Linked DNA regions of Xenopus laevis: region 1 is linked to region 2. A link is a contact called in public Hi-C data. All regions are on one chromosome and are shown on one strand. Each heading gives the region's core, a stretch centred on a gene start, on an enhancer-like site or on the middle of the called end of the contact. The rest is flanking DNA. Distances are from core to core; before and after follow the strand shown. Region 1 overlaps axl.L (tyrosine-protein kinase receptor UFO). Region 2 holds the start of LOC121397063.

Region 1 (6,097 bases), core at 1,900-4,399, 55 kb before region 2:
TTCAGTAAAATTTACAGCAGATCAAGGCCTGGGAGAAACCTGTTGGGGGAAGGGGTGGTGGCTTCAACCCCCAAAACTGTAATAGGTGAGAAAAAGAGGATGTGCTAAGCTGAGGGTACATATAAGAAGCATGTAGGAAATAGTATATCAGACTAACCCTTTTTTAGTCTTCCACCCATCATCATAAGTAGTTTAAGTTATGAACTGACCAAAGGGCACACCTTAGAGCCAAAACAAGTAATCATGTGAAGCTACTGGTATACATTTAGGCTCAGCAGCAAGTGAAGAAGTGGGTGACATAGAGGGTTCTTTACTAGGGGCCAACAGGTTATGCCTGTACAATGAGCTTTATGAAAACCCATGGTGGTATAGCCAACAATATAGAACAGAAGAGAAAGGCAAGGGTGGATGGGATACACCAAGGCTTCAGTTCTTACAGAGAGAATCTAAAAGGAATATAAATTGTTCACTCTCATTGCAAGGTAACAAGTAAATGTTGATAGGAGTATTAGGTTGTATTTACATACTTTTCATTGTCTTCACAGCCACTTTAAGGATGTAATCATCTTGGTTTAACTGTCCTTCCATGACTGAGCCAAACTCTCCTAAGGAATATAGTTAAAAACATCAGCTCACTTTAGGTTATTTGCAATAATTGAGTCAAAGTGGGAATAGTTTGTGTAAAGACCAAGGTTCCCTCAAAGCAGTAACAGGGTTGCAGAGACCTTGATCCAGAGGATCCAAATTGTTTGAAATTGTCAATAAGTAAATTCACATGCAGAGGTTTGACAATTTGGGCAACATTGACATAAGGACACTCCTGGTTACTGAAGGCAATCTATACCTTGAGACAAATTTTGGAGCAGGACTAATATGGCCCTAATTACTCTCAGCCTAAGTATTAAAAGCTCTAAACATAAAGCTAATCCTGCAGGGGCCTATGAAAGAAACTTGGTTCAGCTATGTAGTTTGGCTTTGTAATTTCTCATATTCTTTGTTGGAACATGATGCTACCATTCACATAGCAGGGTCTATACAGAATTAGTTGAACTTGCCTGGTCTGCACAGTGCACTGGCATACAGATTAGCATGACAGAGCTAGAGCTAGACTAACTAACAGAGCTAGACTCAGTAGCAGTACTAAGCCTCACTAATGGACATTTTACATCTGAATTTCTACAGTAATATTTGTGAATTTTCTTCAGTAATATTTATTTTTTGGGATGCACTGAATTGAGAATTCAGGCAAAATAATTTTTTGATTGGACAGATCCCAAGTGTTCTGCCAAACTGAATACAAATCCTTAAATTCACTTTAAAGTAACAGTAACAACAAAAAATGAAAGTCTTTTAAAGTAATGAAAATATAATGTACTGTCGTGTTGCACTGTGTTTGCTGCAGAAACATGGATGCCCCCATGGCTACAAAGCAGCTTGTTTATATAATTTATAGTAGAGTTTCTGAAGCAAAGACACCAGTTTTACTAGTGCAGCATGACATTATATTATATTCCTTTAAAAGTCTTTCATGTTATGGTGTTACTGTTCCTTTAAGACTTTACAGCTCTGGATAACAGAATTCAACTTTTGTTCACACATTATACAAGGTTTTTTCAAATTTGAATATGCTAATTGGACTTAATCTAAAAATAGATTTAGTGAATCCCTGATTCTTTTCTTTTTTTTAATTTTCTACCACTATACTAGGAAAGTCCCCCAAAGGATGCTAGAAACAGAAATTCATAGAATGGGTCATTTAAAAAGACCACAGAAATAAGTGCACATTCAGGAAGCACTGTCAAAATACAAATAGCACTTTATTAATGTGGAAGCCACAGGTCTCTGCATTACAAAACAAAAGACCTGCAGCAGTTCAATTAATGTAAAAGTGAAGGTGCAGAATGCACTATGTTTTTGCACTTTCCTCCCTGCCCTTCAAGTTGTGGATTACCTATTTAGTATTATAAAATAGCTACTGGGTTTGGGTGCCCGTAAGACTGCAAGTCTGTGCCATGCAGGATAAAAAAGACACCGCTGGCTGCAGCCTTCCATCAGGAAGTAAGAGGAAGTCATTAGCCTTCAGATTGTTTCCCGATTGCATTTACAGATTGTGTAGGATAATACAGAGAACGGAAATTCCCACACAGGGACTGCAGAAACACCGGGAGTAGGCTCAACAACTGTTTTATTCATCAGCTTGCAGTACTGTTAACTGGAGGGCATTCTCACTTCATACGCATTCTCACTAGTCATAGAGAGCAGTGTTACTAACAGGAAATCCATCAAATCCATTAGGTTCTTGTTTTTGAAGTCAGTATTGCCTGAGTATTTTTTTGTTGTGTTACTCATATATTTCACCACCGAAAACCTATACAAACCCTCAGATCATACTTTTGTACACTTTCCACCCTGTTATATGGAAACGAGTACCCACCTTCCCCAAGAGTCTTGCCAAGTGCCAGCTTGTGCCGATCTACCATGACATCACGTAACTTTTCTTTCAGATCATTGCTGATACCAAGTCTGTTTACTGATGAGAACAACAGACGAGAAACTTTTTTTATTGTGTCTTCGTGCATTTTTAAACAACACAGATAAATGTTAGTGAAATACTAATTTATATATATATATATATATATATATATATATATATATATATATATATATATATATATATATATATATATATATATACCGTATTTAACCTTTCATGAAGCATGGGTTTTATCACAGGTCATATAAAGGAAATAAAATAAATAGACCTTCCCTCCACTTCAGCCTCTGTTTACAATTTGGAAAGATTGCGTTTGTCTGAGTTTAGAAACTGTTACCAGAAAACAACTAGTTGACAAGGGAGACAGTTTTGCTCCACTGATGAATTTGTATTTACATGGGAACAGAAACAGTTTTTTCAATACAAAAATCTAGTCAAAGAAAGCATTCGAACCCCTCCATCGCCCCTCAGGCATGAGAAAGCAAAGTTCTAAGAAACATGTCCCTGCTGCCCTGCGATTACGTTTGAATAGATGCAGTTTGAGACTGGTGGGGCCCAGGGAAGGGAGGAGGCTCTCTATGTATATGTAACACTTTGGATACCAGCAGTGTCCAGCACAAAACATGAGCAGGATTTTCCTGGTTAGCAGCCAAGTGGACTGAAAGGGAACAGATTCCCTTCATACGTCACCAGCTTTCTTTCTGACAGCTACCCTCCACATTCTAAGCATCTACCAACACAGCTGTTAATTCACTCTTATGAGAAGCAGTGGGGCCAGTGAGGGTAATAGGAAAGAAGTAATCCTTTACTTATATACCCTAGGGATCATCATTTGTTGACCCTTGGATATGGTGAGGCACAGTATTTGAATTTGCTTCCCACACACTTCTGGGGAACTACTTGGTGATTGTAGGAAGCTGAGACAGACAGAGAAGGTGGGCATCAGAATAAACATGGAACATGATTACAGGGACATCCAGTTTCATTAACATTTCTGCGTTTTGCATTATTACAGATGCACAGATTCTATTATCGCATTCTACTCCCACTCCCTACAGAGACTGACACTGCATTCCATAGTCAGGCACACAGAACTGATATGAAACCAAAAGCAATACATTCCAAGTACTGAAAGCACAGCTGCTGTAATTATATGATTGCACTTGAGGCTTGAACTTAATAGACGTGGGGCTTTTTTCTATGGGGTATCGGCATAGAATGGTAACTTGCCTGAAGAGTACTCACAGCTCCACATTGTGGCCTGTAATTATTTTACAGCTCAGACAACTAGTAACAAAAGGGTTCTGTCCACAAGGCAGCACTGAACTTACTTTGTACTTAGAGGTCACAAACATTTACATTTACAAATAACTGTGAAACCCCTGACAATGTCAGTTAGTGTGTGTAAAGTATGAAGGTTGCTTAAAGCTGTTTTTTTGGGTGTAGGACCACTATATCATACAAAATCAATTCAGAGCTGGCACAGGGAGAAGTTCTAGCCATAGATCTCCTGTGTAATCCAACTGAAACAATGCAGGGAAATGCTTGGCTACCTGTCTTCTATATTGTGTCATTAAAATTATGCACACAATCTGGTTCTAAAGGTGGACCGGGATTCATGTCAGGTTCATTTCTAATAAGCTACGTAAGTGGTAGTGATGTTGTGTATGAACAATATTGCTTACTGGATATGTTTCACAATCATTGCCCAAATAATGACCAGCAATTGTGCTGACATATTTTACAACAATATCATACATAAAGTATATCAATAAAATGGTAAATATTTCATATTTTTGCATCTTTAACAATGGCACTATATATATATGGTATTTTCACTTACATGTGGCCTCAGTGGTGCGCCGGCTGTATGATTTCTTTACTCTGTAATGCACTACAAGTTCCCCTTGTTCCACAGTCGGCTCAAAAGCCTCTCTGAAAGCACAGACATTAAGAGATCAGGACATTGTATTCTGTAACCAGCAAAATCACATTTCTTTTGCTCAAAATGCAAAAAACAACCTACCCGTAGCGTGTCTCCTTCTTCCTTATGCGTGCCAGGAATATGGCAATACAAAAAGCACAGAAAAACGCTACAGCAACAGCTAGAGCCACATACCACCAGTGCCAGGAGAAAAGAGGTGCAGCATTCACCTTTACAACTGTACAAATAGAGAATTACATTTTTAAGAGACAGTATTTCAAACAACTATATATTCCTCACTTATCAAGAAGACATCCTTGTGCTGGAAAATAGCTATGAAATAAGGAGATCATCCCTCTACCTCCTGGATCAAACAGTGAATGGGATGGACTGATATATAAAGATATATAGTGAATAAAGTACCCCCTCTTGTAAAATATAAGGATATTATAAGTTACCGAGGAGTTTCATGACCATATAAAAACACGAGGCCGAAGGCCGAGTGTTTTTATACAGGTCATGAAACTCCGAGGTTACTTCTAATATCCTCATATTTTGCAACAGGGGGTACTTTATTTATTATAATACACAAGTCTCAGTGAGTCATGTGACAGAAATGACATCAGAACTCACTGTTTATAACTGATGACATCAGAAGTCACCGTTTATAAGGCTATAATTTACAGGATATTCATGGCTTTTGTGTATTATATATATATATATAAAGACTACTAGACTGCACAGAAACCAGTGACAAAGCATTAGCTTTATAAGTTAATTTGGCCAATGACAGACAGACTGAAACTGTAACTTTATAACTGATGTAGGAGGGGCTTGTTCATTAGTGATCTGTTCGAATACTAGAAACCGCGGTGTATAACACCAATATTTACAGTATGTGACTGCCCCGATTGTATAAGTTTCCTGTTTAGATCTTAATTTGCTGGGATTTTCTAGTTCAATTTAAATGTAAATGTATATACACAACCATAAGATAAGGGGCACTGATATAGATACTCCCTTTATAATGTACTGCTACGTACCTGCAGAAGAAAAAGGCGTTGATGCATCTGAAAGTACAAAGCAAATATATCAGAAAGAAATTGTAACTTAACAGTTATAATAAGAAATCTGTAAATGAACATGTGCCATTCTAGCAAGTGTTGCACTAAAAGTCTACCAATGCATCTTTTCATAGGGTGCTAGATTGCTGGAAGGCTAAAAGTTGATGAATCAGTGTGTTAAAAAAATCTTCTTGGCTTTTCTTGCAAGGTAAAATCTACCCATATATTTTAATGATGTTAAATTTAGGGGACTGGGAGGGCCATTCCAAACCTTCAGTTTGCTTTTCTTCAAGTAGCTCATGGCGACTTTTGAGATATGTTTAGGATCATTGTCTTGTTGTAGGAGACATACCTTATTCAGCTTTAGCTTCTTGGCTGATTGTTTCACATTAGCATCCCAAATTTCCCTTCCCAACTTTTCTTGCTTTGTGGGCATTTATTTGCTTTCTTTTTAAATCCTCAATCAGTTGCATAGGAGCCCATCATTTTTGAGTGACAGCCTAAAGCTTGGGTGTCAGAGAGTTTATTAAGCTCAGCAATTGACAAGTGGAAGGGTGGCCAAAACCCCCATGCCACAGTTACTATCTTCTTTGTTCCTATGTTTTAACGTTTGTG
Region 2 (6,477 bases), core at 91-2,590:
AAACACAGGCTGAAAGGGTCTCCGCACATTAGCTTAAAGGAAAACTATACCCCCCAAACAATGTAGGTCTCTATAAAAAGATATTGCATAAAACAGCTCATATGTAAAATCCTGCTTCATGTAAATAAACCATTTTCATAATAATATATTTTTCTAGTAGTATGTGCCATTGGGTAATCATAAATAGAAAATTGCCATTTTAAAAAATAAGGCCCTGGGATCATAGGATTCACTGTACTCACAAACATACCAACAAACCATACATGTTAGGTCACATGAGCCAATTAACAGACAGAGTTGTGTCTTTTGCTTCAACACTTCTTCCTGTTACAGTTAGAGTTATAAGATTTCTGGTGAGGTGATCTCTGAGACAGCACACAGACCATCACGAAACGGTGGCTCAAGGCAAGAGATGTAAAAGGGCAAGATTTACTTAAATATATATTCCAGTTTGGTAAGATTCTTTAATATGCCACTTAATATGATATAAACTATCTGTTGCTTAAGTGTTCATTTTGGGGGTATAGTTTTCCTTTAATAGCATATGGATTTACATGCCAGCTTCTGCTTTAAATAGCTACATTCACACATAATGGGCCAGATTCAATTCAGTGAGTAAAAAGTTATATTGTGGTTTATCACGTGAAAACTCGTGGATTCAATTTGAGGAGAAAATACTTTACTCCAAATTCAGTTCCAGTTTTTTCCCATAGCATTCAATAGAGTATGATAAACTGTGAGATAAGTTGTTCTGAATTGAATTGCATCTCATCCATCAGTTTTCACGTGATAAACCTTTCACTCACTGAACTGAATCTGGTCCAATATCTGATAAGTGGCAGCAAACATTGCAAACAGATTTGCAAATTCCATTCTGTATCAGAGTGTGTTTTGCTGTCACCTAGTGGAGTATATTTAATTTACAGAGCCCACAAGCCCAAAACATTTAAACATGTAAAAACACCACGTTGTTTTTTGGCCTGGCTGCTGGCCATTTGAGCTAAGCTATAATAGGCACAATAATTGTCACACTAATATCAAGTAACATAAAAATGCTGAAAAAAATACAAATTATGAGATGGAAATATTTCATGTGAAACAAAGCATTAATACATGTGGCTGAATCATATCAGTTTTCTGCACTGACAGTACAAGGCTGGCATTTATTTATTGGAGTAAATGTGTGCAGTTTGTGTAGACTAATGCTTTGCACTGACAGCAAAAAGGAATTATTCACTAAATGGGTTTCACTTAATAACAGTTCTCTGTACTGACAGTGGTAGGGAGCTTTAGCTCTGGCAGTGAAGGGGTAACATTCATTCTGATGCTTTGCAGGATTAAGAGATCAGTACCATTTCTGCATCTTCTGGTCCCATCTGTCTCTCTGCTCTGATGGCTGAGCCCAAGCATCATGGATTCCTTGTCTGTTCACCAAGGCTTTCTCAGGAAATATGGTAGGTATTTCACTTCTACAAAGAAAACTCCTGTCATCAGGGCAGGTCTTCTGCTGTGTGTGTTTGTGTGAATGTGTATTTGTCTCCTAGGTGTGCATATACAAACTATTTAGTACATTTTAACCACTCCAAAAATACAAGAAATAACTAATAGCAGCATATATGTGCATAATGTTGTATATTCAAAGCATGCGACCACAGAAGGACAAACATACAGGGGGAAAATGTTTGATCTTAAAGGGGAACTATCGCAAAAATGAAAACTTAATATTAGCTTCATCATACTGAAATTACAAACCTTCTAAATACAATCAATTAAATATGCTGTTTATATTCCCTATCCCTCTCTCAGCATCTGTTTTGCTTCATTCTGTCTTCATGCAGCAGTTGGGTGTCAGATATTCATTGACAGTTAGATCCAATATATCTTATAGGGGGGACTTATTTGAAAGCAGATGAATTAGAGCTCATTCAAATAAATGATTCCAGTACAAACAAAATGTAACAAAATAACTGCCTTTTGCACAAATTCTGCATGTAGAGAGACAGTCTGGTGATTTTAGAGTGAGCTCTAATACATCTTCTAGGCAAAATGAGCCCCCTAAATAGTCGCGCGTATAACAATTGTTGCTGGTGTCAAATTTGATGCATGTCAAAATTATTTTGATGCCCATTGACTTCATTGCGTTTTGCAAATTTTTATCGGGTTTGCGCATTTCGCTGTAAATTTGCATCACAGATTGCCCATCACTATCAATGAATATCCAACACCCAACTCCTGCATGAAGACAGAATGAAGAGAAACAGATGCAGAGAGGAATAGTGAAGATGAACTTGATTATTTCAGAAACAGTACAGAATATTTATTTAATTATTTAAAAAGTTTCTTATTTCAGTATTCTGAAGCTTATATTACATTTTTATTTTCGTGATAGTTTCCCTTTAATATACACACATCTAAATAGAATAACCACATTTCTTCAGTATCCTCAGCAGAAACATCCAAGGAAAGCTCTAATCAATATAAACAACAAATGTATTCGAATAATTTGTAACTAGTGTGTATGAAAATGTACGAAACACGCACTGACAAAACCAGAGAGATACAAAAAGGTATTTGGATATAGATCCTTATGGAGCAGCTGTATGTCAATGGTTGTTTTTTTAGAACTTTTATAGAACTATGAAGAATATGGGGTATAACAAGATAGTTGATTCTAACAGATTAAAAGTGAGCAAATGCTTTCTGAGCACTATACATGTATAAAAATGTTAAAATTACCCAAGTAATTTGCCAGATTTGCCACAATATAGGACCTGTTATCCAGAATGCTCAGGATCTGAGGCATTCTTGATAATGGGTCTTTTAGTAATTTGGATCACCATGCCTTAAATTTGCTATTTTTTTTTTAATATTAAGTGAAACCAATATGATTGTTTTGCCTCCAGTAAAGATTAATTACATCTTAGTTGGTATAAGGCAGTGTTTTTTATTACAGAGAAAAAGGACATCATTTTTAAAATGTGAATTATTTGATTATAATGGAGCCTATGGGAAATGGCTTTGCTGTAATTTGTAGCTTTTCTGGGTAAAAAGTCTCTAGATAAAGTTGAACTCAACAACACACCAACCTTAAGTTTTCCACCAGGAAGAAGTCTTTGAGTCTGGAAATGGACTTTAGAGAAATCAGTCATTTCTTTACTTAATTATTACAATGTAGTTTTGACCAAGAGATGGAATACAATACCATTTAGGAACATTAATATTCTTTCCTAGTGATGGGCGAACAAATTCACCAGGCGCGAATTTGCGGTGAATTTATTTCACCGCCGAAGAATAAATTTGCAAAACTGCGGCTAAAATTCGCCAGCAAAAAATTCAGCGCATCAAAAAAATTTTGGCATGCATCAGAATAGTTGCGCGCATAAAAATTGTCGTGCATCAAAATTATTCGAACGCACATTGACTTTAATGCATTTGGATAAATTGGACTTTAATGCATTTGTCAAAATTGACACGCGTTAAAAAAATTATTTTGATGCCCATTGACTTCAATACGCTTTGCGAAATTTTCGCCGTTTTGCAAATTTCGCTGTAAATTCACATTTTTTGGGTGAAACGGGACAAATTCCTATTGTAAAGCTGAATCCTTTTAAAGATCAGTGTCATTTGTATAATTTAAGACCACAATTCATTTTCAGTAAAATTAAAAAAACAAACAAATTCAGATTCAGCCAATAAATCAGTTCATGTTGATATGGGCTTTGCTTCTAGTTGGTTCACATTGATTTCTATGTAAGCAATCTCTACTTTAGATGTTAATGAAACCATCAGCAGTTCCAAACAGCACTGTGGGTATTTTTAGAAACTACTGGTACAGATTCTCTTCTCTTTGGTGTGTCCATGTAAAAATCTCTTCTTTACCCAAGGAATGTTTATTAGATAAGTACGTAACACATAGAGCCAGGATTCACATTATTATATACTCGGACATCGACCTTATTTCCTCATACTTTATTTTGTAATCATTATATACCAAGGAGATACTGTACATCTATAATGTACAGTAATGCCATAATCCCATATGCCCTACATCCTCTTTCTATTATTGTGTGTTCTATGGAAGATAAGTATCTCAGCTACAGATATAATTGAATTTTAATCCATGGGATTTCTTCCAATGAGCAGAGTCCCCATGTAGTTCACAGAGCATTTTCAGAAACACCATGGATCAGTAAGTATTAAGAAGAATAGGTCAGAGACAAAAATAGTTATAGTGAATAGTGTGGCTGCAGAATAGTTAGGGGGTGAATGAACAATAAATGCGAAGTGACCATATATTGAAAATGTCTATATGATATATAGACATTGCAGTAGACCCAGCATAGTAAGGGGAAAGTTCTATGAGTGGGATGAAAGGTGTGGTTAAAGGTATTCTGATTCAAATTGCCATGATAGTGACTGATTTCCCGGTGAGACCTCTCTGCCTGGTCTGTATAGAGCTTTGCAAGTGTGGACAATCTTTGTCATATAGCTGAAGTCACCAGACACTTGGACTCCACAAAGGTTCTTTATTTGGGATGGATGGACAAATGTTGGAGGTCAAAACTAATATTTCAAGTCTGGATTGAGAGTCAAACTAGTCTCTAGCATTTCAAGTACACAGAGGCCCAACCAGCCCACTCCTCAATGACTGTCTGTGGCATCTTACAGCATGGAAGGCAGGAACTTAAAAAGATGATGGGAGGAACGTATATCACACATAAGGAAAGGGAATAGGAGGGTTTTACAAAGAAGGAAATGAAACAGCGTGCAATGTAGCTTTTGTCACTAGGTGGCATAGTAACAATATGTGTATGCATATAAACATAAGCAATTATGCTTCCTCTTTGAGGGATGACTACTCTGCTTCCCCACAATAAACACCCTTTTATGAGCAGATATTTCATGCTGGCGGCTTGAATATGGCCTGAACTCTTCAGACAACTTTTCATTTGGCCATCCCCTCCACACCCAATTGAGAACATGTGAAAGGATTGGATCCAGGGTCGGACTGGAGGGGTCAGGGCCACCGTGGCTGCCACATCAGGGCCCTCGCAACCCCCCCAAGAGCCCTCCTTCCCAGTTGCAGGCCTCTCTCCCCAGTCGGAGGTCAGACTGTGTGGAGCGGGTCTGGGCTGGAGGGGCCCACAAGGGCTGGAGCCCACCGGGTTTTTTCCTGGCATCCCTCCGGCCCTGTCCGACGCTGATTGGATCCTTTGTAGTCATATGAGCAATCTCAGTAGCTTCCAGTGGTGAATCAGGGAGGGATTCTAGCAGTAGTACTTCAATTAAAGGTGGTAGTGAGCAAGCTGAAATTTGTAAGTGCAAGTGACTCAGAGAATGAGCATTTAAAATTGATTTCCCAGGTTTGTAAGCATTGGTGTAATCCTGAGCACTTAGCATGATACTCCATCTGAGCATTCAAAGAGACAACATTAGAAATCGGAATATCTTTTGTGAGCAAACCCACTTTGTTAAAAAAAAGGGAATTCGGCTCTTAAAAGAAGTGGCTTTTTGCCGCCCCTGGTAACTGGCTGCTCCATGTCTCCTGAGTAAAGGTTCTCACCTTGCCTTATGGCAGCAGAGGCCCTGAGCAGCACTGGCCTTCTCTGCTCAGGGTTATCTATAGTCCCAAGAAGCAGGGTCACTTACATCAAATTCCTTCATGTGTCCCAGGGCAACCATCTCTGCAGTGGATCTGAAGTTTCTATTGTGAAAGGTTGCTTTTCTGCACTTTTCTTATGCTGCTGATCTATCCACAGCAGAATTGTAATCCTCGTCACCACAAAAAGTGTTCACAGTGGAAGTTGTGCAGGACTTACTGCTTATGCTTAAAAAACTGGTTTATTTGAGCTCCACCATGGCTAACTATGTATATGAATTTCAAGAAGGAAGTATCTCAAAACCATGGATAGTAAAACAGAAATGAAGCTAGAACAGCACATCCACTAACTGAGAGAGTGCATAGCAACAAAAGAACATTTAAACAAGTAGATCCTTCGTGGTACACAACAATTACATATGGGTGTTAGTCTGTTATTCTTCAGTTAAGCCCTCTACAGTCCACTTGAGGCAAGCAAGTTTTCCTTTATTTTATTTGGAGGTATCCAGCATGTACAATGTTTCAGGTGGCCACTGACGCCCATCCTGAGATGAAAGAGTGAAGGTGCCTTATTTCAGTTTTTTTTAAGTACTGTTTAGCGTGCTGTAAGTTATCCTTTAAAAACATTTTAAATACTATAAGTAAGACAAACAGGGCCGCCATCAGGGGGGGACAGGGGGGAGAGTTGTAGGGGGCCCCGAGGGTAAGGGCCATGCCACACTTACTTGATTAGCCGGGCCCCCATTTTAGAGCTGCTGACTTCAGGAAGGCACGGATTTTTAAGGGGCCCTGGCCACCAATTTTCTTATAATGTGGGGAGGGGCATGGCCACAAATGTTTTTTTTATGGGGGACCCTGACCACCAATACCAATTTTTA

The links. A called contact is a pair of places that touch in the nucleus more often than the background predicts.
Region 1: a contact with region 2 is called in a Hi-C map of the XTC cell line, with 2.8 times the contacts expected there. The contact joins the enhancer-like site here to the promoter of LOC121397063 in region 2. A contact is called at or near these places in 2 of 4 Hi-C or Micro-C datasets (the XL177 cell line and the XTC cell line).

The regions. Positions count from the first base shown.
Region 1 is chr8L:70,568,198-70,574,294 of Xenopus_laevis_v10.1, reverse strand. It overlaps axl.L (tyrosine-protein kinase receptor UFO), which reads right to left. Exons shown (of 20, transcript XM_041572939.1): 11 at 4,521-4,656; 12 at 4,338-4,429; 13 at 2,435-2,530; 14 at 528-605. Among protein-coding and RNA genes, the nearest start is that of olfm4.L, 24 kb to the left of the region's middle. Within about 2 kb of position 3,149, at least 1 of the 7 cell types and tissues checked has an H3K27ac peak or open chromatin away from gene starts, as enhancers often do.
Region 2 is chr8L:70,510,944-70,517,420 of Xenopus_laevis_v10.1, reverse strand. It overlaps LOC121397063, which reads left to right and starts at 1,340. Exons shown (of 5, transcript XM_041572937.1): 1 at 1,340-1,454. The coding sequence starts at 1,412.